Regions from separate parts of the Mus musculus genome. Here regions 1 and 2 are each linked to region 3. Evidence: chromatin contacts called from public promoter capture Hi-C data. All regions are on one chromosome and are shown on one strand. Each heading gives the region's core, a stretch centred on a gene start, on an enhancer-like site or on the middle of the called end of the contact. The rest is flanking DNA. Distances are from core to core; before and after follow the strand shown.

Evidence for each region. Capture Hi-C pulls out chosen DNA fragments and counts their contacts.
Region 1: a contact with region 3 is called in a promoter capture Hi-C map of adipose tissue. The contact joins two enhancer-like sites. A contact is called at or near these places in 1 of 484 Hi-C or Micro-C datasets (the HL-1 cell line), 2 of 115 datasets of contacts at active chromatin or transcription factors (embryonic stem cells and heart atrium) and 4 of 9 other capture datasets (adipose tissue, embryonic stem cells, liver and 1 more).
Region 2: a promoter capture Hi-C map of adipose tissue shows a contact between it and region 3. The contact joins two enhancer-like sites. A contact is called at or near these places in 1 of 15 datasets of contacts at CTCF or cohesin (the NIH/3T3 cell line), 5 of 484 Hi-C or Micro-C datasets (brain, brown adipocytes, cerebral cortex and 1 more), 4 of 115 datasets of contacts at active chromatin or transcription factors (cardiomyocytes, embryonic stem cells and heart atrium) and 3 of 9 other capture datasets (adipose tissue, liver and pancreatic islet).

Annotation. Positions count from the first base shown.
Region 1 is chr7:112,643,517-112,646,216 of GRCm38.p6, forward strand. No RefSeq gene overlaps it. Among named protein-coding and RNA genes, the nearest start is that of Gm24154, 27 kb to the left of the region's middle. Within about 2 kb of position 1,350, at least 59 of the 459 cell types and tissues checked have an H3K27ac peak or open chromatin away from gene starts, as enhancers often do. A contact at or near this core is called in adipose tissue, where this site is marked.
Region 2 is chr7:112,840,780-112,843,502 of GRCm38.p6, forward strand. Tead1 (TEA domain family member 1) reads left to right here. Exons shown (of 13, transcript NM_009346.4): 4 at 1,261-1,323. Among named protein-coding and RNA genes, the nearest start is that of Rassf10, 110 kb to the right of the region's middle. Within about 2 kb of position 1,387, at least 98 of the 459 cell types and tissues checked have an H3K27ac peak or open chromatin away from gene starts, as enhancers often do. A contact at or near this core is called in adipose tissue and cerebral cortex, where this site is marked.
Region 3 is chr7:112,759,439-112,762,254 of GRCm38.p6, forward strand. Tead1 (TEA domain family member 1) reads left to right here. Exons shown (of 13, transcript NM_009346.4): 2 at 1-201. Among named protein-coding and RNA genes, the nearest start is that of Tead1, 81 kb to the left of the region's middle. Within about 2 kb of position 1,508, at least 98 of the 459 cell types and tissues checked have an H3K27ac peak or open chromatin away from gene starts, as enhancers often do. A contact at or near this core is called in adipose tissue and cerebral cortex, where this site is marked.

The DNA of each region.
Region 1 (2,700 bases), core at 100-2,599, 120 kb before region 3:
GTGTAGTTGTCTTTAGACACACCAAAAGATGCATCAAATCCCATTACAGATGTTTGCAAGCCACCATGTGGTTGCTGGGAATTGAACTCAGGATCTCTGGAAGAGCAGTCACTGCTCTTAACCACTGAGCCATCTTTCCAGCCTGAAAAGGCCTTTTTAAATAGGAAAGAAATATAATATAGGAGACAAATGGCTGACCGGTGATGAGACAAATTGGGCTCCTGTCCTGCCTGGTATCTCAGTGATGTGACCTCAACAGATTACAGTCACTTGCCCTCTCCATCCTGAATTTCCCTGCTGTGCACTAAGGGTCTGCCTGGAGCAAAGTACATTTACATAGCGGCATTCCTGCATAGGTTCAGTATGCAGTACTTGACAGGTTTCCAATAATGCTATTTGTCTCTATGTAGCTCCATCAAAAGAAAGAAAGAACAGGAAAGTTGTGGTATTTCTGAGAGATGTTCAGGCAGCATCCAAAGAGTCTAGGAGTAATTATGGCCCTGAGTGACAGATATGGCCCACAGACAGTACTTTCTTGCCTGGATGATCAGACAAAACACAGGAAACTGTGGCTTGGCAGTGGTTCTTAGATAAAAAGAAGGCTTGCAGAGCAAACCACCAGGCAAGTGTCAGGGAGAGCTCAAAGGACAAGGGCTGAGGCAGAAGAAACAGCAAAGCTGTGGGTAAGAACTTCCATGATTGACAATGTCTGTAGGTGACAAATAATTGCCGTGATCAGAGCAAGAGAGGCTTTTAATTTCGGAGACCTAGGGATCGCCCATGCCAACTTGTCCATGTGCTTGCTCCATCCTTGGCAGGATGTGCTGGCTCAGTGTACGCCTGTCTCCCTTTCCCTAACCCCAGGATCAAGACAGTCCAGCTTTCAGGATGTAACCGCTAGCACTCAGAACAGCCTTCCTCGCAAACCTGTGCAAACCTTAAAGAATGGGTTCTGAAACTCTAGGACTTGTGTGAATGCCTGACCCAGATATAGGCACAGGCTCACTGAGCTCAAAGCCAGCCTTCTGGGGACAGGTCCAGACTGTTCCAGAACGTTCCTTCAGCAAGCGGTCTAGGAACACTGTGGCCCCATAACTGCTGCTCAGGTGGATTACGACTTAAGATTGAGTAGGATCAGAAAAGTCTTTGGCCCCCTCAGCCCCATTCATCAACCCTTTCCTCTGGAGGTTCTGGGTTTCTGTCCCCCATCCCCCACTGTTTATCTTCCAGGCCCTGGAATCACCCAAGCAGAGAGGAGTGTTTTCCCCTGGGGAAGGATTGCATCACGGACTGGGAACGTTCTGTGAAGTGTTTGTTCTACTTAGGTTTAGGAAATATGGGTGGCTGCCACCCAGTGTTCTTGGCCCCCTCTCCTCCATCAGAGCCTAGGTGATGTCCTGACCCAGTTGGCGCTGCATGTGTCTTCAGAGCAGCCACTAGGGGGAGTCGTCCCAGGAGCTGGCGGGAATGGAGGGCTGGAGGCGGGTCTTGACATTGTCTTAGGTTAGCACCTAAAATGATTGTGATTATGCTAAATAGACCAGCATTTGGAGAATGTTGTGGAGAGGGAAAAACAGTTGAAACAAATGGGCAAAGGAACATTCGCATATTTCCACATGACCTGGCTGGGTTTTCCCTGGTGGTCTTCTCGTACAGACCCGTTTCCTACACACAGAGTTAAAGTCAGTCCAGATTTTTCCCAGTCATGAGAACCTAGATGTACCTCACCAAATGAAGGCTTAGGAAAGCATTTATTGGCTCCTTTCCATTTTGTTCAGCGAAACAGCATCACATTGACATTAGAGCTGGAGAGATGACTAACTGGTTAAATGCTTGCCGCTTTTCTAGAGGACCTAAGTTTAATCCCCAGCACCCAGATGGGGCAGCTTACAACAGCCTATCACCAGCTCCAGGCATCTAATGCCCTCTGCTGGCCTCTGTGGGCACCTATACACATGTGTATGGCCAGCTCACACATACACACACACACACACACACACACACACACACCTAAACCAAAAAAAAAAAAAAAAAATCTTAAAAAAAAATCTCAGTTATATAAAGGGCTTGTTAATACATTTTTTAGATTAAAAATAGAGGCCACCAAGATGTCTCAGTGGGTAAAGCACTTGCCACCAAGCCTAGCCCCTCCATGTCCTTCCAGACCACTCAGAAGCTCTGAGTGAGGGGTCTCCACTCCTCCAATAAAGAGACCTATGCAACAGTCCCCTCTCTTTAACTCGGCTCTGAGGCTCAGAGTTGCTTCTTGATGCTTTTATTCTTCTTTTGAAAGCCAGGGTTCCTCTTTAAAAACCTGGGTCCTTCCATTTACCCAGCATCTCCCTCCCTTCCACCCTCTCAACCAACCCCAGGAATTACATGACTCATAATGACTAAAACTCAGACAACATAACTGCAGCCATAGAAGGTGGATCTAGTGAGTGCTTTTCCGTTCTCACTATTGTTAATTATCCATGTAAGATTCAATTGCTGCTAAGTAAACAGAACTCAAAATACTAAAGCCAACAGAAGTGTTTATTGAGTCATGTAACTGAAAACTTCAATGATGTATCTGCAGGTGCAGAGAGATCCAGGTGTTAACTGATGCCTGGAGCCTGCCTCTGCCTCCAAAGTGCTGGGATTAAAGGCCTGAGCCACCACACCCAACCCTTAGGAGCCATTTTATTTTTTTAACCATAG
Region 2 (2,723 bases), core at 137-2,636, 81 kb after region 3:
GTCACTGGAGAGTTAGAAATGAGGTGACTGCCACAAAGCCCAAGTCACTGAACTTGTAATGGGAAGGTTCAGAGTCTCCCAATGCAGACACCGCGCTCTCCTTCCATCTCAAGTGCTGAACTGGCCTGTTGGCCAGCACGCTCTGCTCACTTGCCCAGTGACCCCTTCACGGGGGGATCTTCTAAATGTAATCAAGTCCCACTGAAATCGATGCGGTTTTGCTTGCCCAGTGGAATCACTGTGTTAGAGGCCTGTCTGGCAGTTTTTCCACACCCAGCATCACCCTCGGGGTGCCTGTTGGCCACAGTTGGCGACACCACTCTAGTGTTGTTCAGCAAAGCTGAGTGGTTTTTCAGACCAGATTTTTAACTGGCTGGCTGGTTGTATTCACACATCTCTTTTTGTAATAATATGCAGATCCACTTGGCTCCCAGGCGATTCCCAAAAGTGTGGAAGGATTAAAGACATTTTAAGGGGTTGGGGTGGGCGGGGAGGCTCTGCTAACTGGGTCCCATTTTTCTTTGAGATCTAATTTATGTGCCGGTATTATTTCAGCATTTGCCACAGAATCTAGAGTCCTCCAGGAGATCAGAATCCAGCTCACAGCCTCAGCTTTGATTCTGTAGAGCATGCTAATTTATGGACAGTCCTCTCTAAATTGAGGAAGGGGAATTTTCTTTCTCTCCCGATACTGAGATGCTGTAAATATTTTAATTTATCTCTACCCCCGCCTTTTTAAAAATTTCATAAAGAAAGCATCCCTCCTCTCTCTTCTTATGGCTCTCCAAATAAGGTTTTTCCCAGCACCCACCTCTCATCTCTCTGGGTGGGAACATGGAGACGAGCCTGCCTAAAGTTCTGAATCAAGTCACTGCCACGAGGACCCTGTCCATAGAGCTTTAGAGAGGTGCTGGGGGCTTGGTGTCTGGCTGGGACTGTATGTTCCTAACTGCAGAGCTTCGTTGAGATGCAAATAACCTCCCCTACCCCACCCCTCCCAAGGAATAGCGATTTTATATTTGATTTCCTTTTTTTGTTTTTGTTTTTGTTTTTTTTTGTTTTCTTTTTTTCTCGTTTTGTTTCCCCCGCATAAACCCGAAAAATGTAGGTGTCTAGTCATATACAGGTCTTAGCAAGAAAGAAAGTTCGAGAAATTCAAGCCGCCATTAAGGTACGTCTGGCTTGCCCAGTTGTAGGGGGCTTTTCATCTCCATGGTTACAGGCTTTTCCTTTGTTTTCCTCCCTTCCCCTACCCTGCAGGTGTCTAGTCACATTCAGGTTCTTGCCAGAAGGAAATCTCGTGATTTTCATTCCAAGCTGAAGGTATGCGCTTTTCTGCTTTTTGGCTCGTGGTTGCTATGCACCTCACTTCCTGTTTTCCATGGTGACTGGTGAATGCCTGGCGCTGGGATTCTTGTAACCTAGCTTCCTAGCATGTGAGGGCTGTTTACATTTCTTTGTGTCTAATCTCTCTGTTTTTGTACGGGCCTCACGTTAAACTCTGTGTGTGCGCGAGTGTGTGCAAGTTTCCCAGTAACAACGCAATCGCAGTCGCAGCAGAGAGCTGATCTCAATAACTTCAGCACAGAAATGCAATTAAAAGAAGAAAAGAAAAAGAAAAAGAAAAAAAAAATCTTCTAATAACTGTCCTGTAGCAATTTGAGAATCAGCTAATGGATAGTCTAGTATAACCTTAAAAATAAAATAAAATAAAAATAACTGAAAAGGATGAAATTGTCTCCAGTTGTTGTGAAATGACTTTTATAATACATTTAGCACTGATTCTAATTTATGGTTTTGGATTTTTAAAAAAAAAAATTAATGTATCTTTTTTTTTTTTAAAAAGGGCTGGAGAGATGGCCCAGAGAACCCTGGTTTAATTCTCAGAATCCTTATAGCACCTCACAATTGTCTATAACTTGAGTTCCAGGGGATCCAATGCCATTTTCTGGCCTCTGCCAGCAAAACACACATATACATAAGATAAATAATAGTAATTTGAGAAAATACATTTTTATATGTATCTCCTTCAACACAAATTGTCTTCCACATTGTCTGATATGCTGTTTTTTTAGTGGGTCTCCTTAGTAGAGAAAGCTAAACCAGACACTGTGGCTTATACCTGTGATCCCCGTAGAAAAGAGGCAGGGAGGGGCTGGTGAGATGGCTCAGTGGGTAAGGGCACCCGACTGCTCTTCCGAAGGTCTGAAGTTCAAATCCCAGCAACCACATGGTGGCTCACAACCACCCGTAATGAGATCTGGTGCCCTCTTCTGGTGTATCTGAAGACAACTACAGTGTACTTACATATAATAAATAAATAAATCTTAAAAAAAAAAAAAAAAAAAAAAAAAAAAGAAAAGAGGCAGGGAGCATGGCTACAAATTTATAATGAGATACCATCTCAAAAATACAGAAGAGAGCGCTGGCATGGTGGTGCATGCCTTTAATCCCAGCACTCAAGAGGCAGAGGCAGGTGGATATCTATGAGTTCCAGGCCAGCTTGGTTCACAGAGCCAGTCTAGGACAGCCAGGGCTCTGTTACACAGAGAAACCTTATCTCAAAAAACAAAATAAACACAGAAAAGAGAGAAATAAAGAAATCTGCAGATATGGCCACAGGCAAAAACAAAACAATAAGACAAAACCTAACGATGGTCTTGAAGATAAGATAATCAAGCCTGCTTCATGTTGAGCTTTTTTTTTTTTTTAAATATGGGGCA
Region 3 (2,816 bases), core at 258-2,757:
TTGAGCCCAGCAGCTGGAGCGGCAGCGAGAGCCCTGCCGAAAACATGGAAAGGATGAGCGACTCGGCAGATAAGCCGATTGACAACGACGCGGAGGGCGTCTGGAGTCCTGATATTGAGCAGAGTTTCCAGGAGGCCCTGGCTATCTATCCGCCGTGTGGGAGGAGAAAAATCATCTTATCAGACGAAGGCAAAATGTATGGTAAGTGGCCTGGAACATTCCTTTCAGGGCCTCCAGCCTGCTGCAGTGGGAGGGGATGTTCTCCGAAGCCAGCCTGGTTGCTCTTTGTAGAATGACATTTGGCTATCCCAGGGACCAGGGCTCCACTACAGAGGAGGATCCTGGGATACCATCCCTTGGGGGTTTTCTCTTCATGCTTGACAGGCCTTCTGGCAGATGCTCTCAAGGTTCACGTGCCACGGTGGCATACGTGCAGGAGGGAACAAATTCTTCAGTCATTCGGCTCCACATAGCTGGCGTCGAGTGGGACCGAGTCCCTTGAGTCCTTCCCACCCTTGCAGGAAGATCTTGTGCTTTAGATTTGTATTTGAAATCTATTCTTTTTTTATTGGCTGGGGATGTGGTTGTTCCTGGCAGCACAGACCTCTAGGTTTAATCTACAGCCTTGGGAAACAGGGCATGGCAGTGCTCCCCTGTAATCCCAGTAGTGCTCCCCTGTAATCCCAGCACTCAGGAAGTGGAGCTAGGTTGACCAGAAGTTCAAGGTCTACATAGAGAATTCTGGCCAACCTGGACTTAATGAGACCCTGCCTCAACATTATGTCCCTCTAAAAATTCTGAAATCCCCCACTTCAGGATCAGCCCTGTACTGGCCAGATAAAACACACACAGGTTTGATTGGCCTGTTTCCATTCTTGCTTCTAACTTGCAGCTGAATGGCTAGTTAAGACGTTGTTGTGTGTCCTGTCCTGTCCCATCTGTTTTTCCCCAGCCCCAATTCATGTGCCCAGCTCCCAGCTCCCAGCTTCCCCTTCCTCTATGACTGTCCTCTGAGTAGGTTCTGGGGAAAGCTGCATGAGGCAAGGAAGGCAGGCCCAGCTTTCCAAATGGCTCTGGTTGCTGACAGCGAATGTCCCCACCCTAGCTGGTGTGAAGCTTCCCTCCACAGGTTGGGGACATTCTCTTTCCAGAATGCTCCCAGCTGCATGCAGACTTGCGGGTTTTTTGGCTATCTACCTTTAGGAAAGTAGGTGGCAGGTGGTCACTTGTACATAGTGCTTGTCTAACTGAGTTGACAGAGTTTGTGTTGTCACCAAGTCTAAAGAGATGCAGCCAGCATAAATTCCACCAACACTGGCTCATCCACTACCCGAGGCTCTTAACTCAACAGAGGAGTGATTTATTTCTCAGTAATTCCCACTATTTCTGTAATAGGGTGTTGTACCTTTAACCCCGCGTGTCTCTGTCAGGAGCCCAAGGAGGCTGTGCTCAGACCAGCAAAGACTTCTGAGAGGAGAGCAGATGGTAGCACAGCTGCCACCAGCTGTGCCCTGCCTGCCCTCCCCCTTCACCACGGATGATGTAATGGAAACAAAGACACTTTTGCTTTCTGTGGCACTGAGCCTCTCAGCCTGTCATGCACTCGGGAGTGAGAACCCAAACTTGTGGCATTTGTTTTATGCTCTTGTGAGTTTCTGCTATAGCCAGAGAATCCTCTTTTTATCTAGGGTAGTGAAGTCGGGCCGAAACCGGTTGCTCAGCTGCTGTGGGTGGATCCTGCGTCCGTCCTTTCTTCCCCGGCTTCTCCTTCCTCAGCTTTCCCTTGAAGCATAGCTTTGGGATGTTGCATTGTGAAGCTCCCACTTCTTTGCTCACAGGTTGTTTTAATCTAAATTAATGGCGTAAGACATTTGGTGGTGTACATCTATAATCCCAACAACACTCAGGAGTCTAAGGCAGAAGGAGAGTGAGAATTAGAGCCAGCCTAAGCTATCTAATGAGATCGTGCCTTTGAAAATGTTTTTTCCCCCTCCATTGAGATTTTCCTTTGTAAATAGTTGCCCACTTTGCCTATAACTCAATTGTAAACTTTTTATGTGAAAATGATTTTTAAGATCTCTTGCTGAGAACTGAATCCATGGAAGCTTCAGATTGGAGTTATTCTATCAGCTATTAACCTGATCACATTTGTGCTTGGTGTTAATGTAGTTTTGGGCTCCTGGGAAAGATGATCAAATAAATGAGGACAACAGGTCCTTGGAGACTTGCCATCTAGGATATTGTGGTTTTGAGGGGTGGAATTCAGCAGGGTGATTAGATATTGGTAAGTTTGGTGTTGGCTGTGGGATATGTGTCTAGGACGAGGGTAACTCAGTTCCCAGTACTTCCCAGTTGTATCTGTTTTTGAGTATGGGTGTCTTTCTCCTTAAGTTAACACTATCCGATTACTGTCTGTTGGTGGCCAGCCAGATTTAAAATGAGGCAACCGTTTTTCCTCACTAGGGAGGAAGAGTCTAGTATGGTTGTGGGTTTCACAGGGCCAGAGAGTACACAACCTGCATGGTTTTGTCCCCTGATCAGGAAGAGATGGGTTTTCTGCATTGGCCTTGCAGTATCTCCATCTGTCCAGGGAGGAAGCACTCCCCTTGGCTCCCTGTCTTGTGGCATAAGATAGAATGCCTCAGGCTATCTTGGAGGGAAGTGTGGTAGTTCCTGGGCTAGTTGAATTGGAGACTGGGCCTCCCTTTAGGGGATCTGCTTTAACTTTGTCAGAGAAAGTTGACTCTCCTTAGTGCTACCTCAGCCAGTCGGAGACAGAGTCATGTGAGCCCATGTAAGGCCAGGGTCACCCTTCG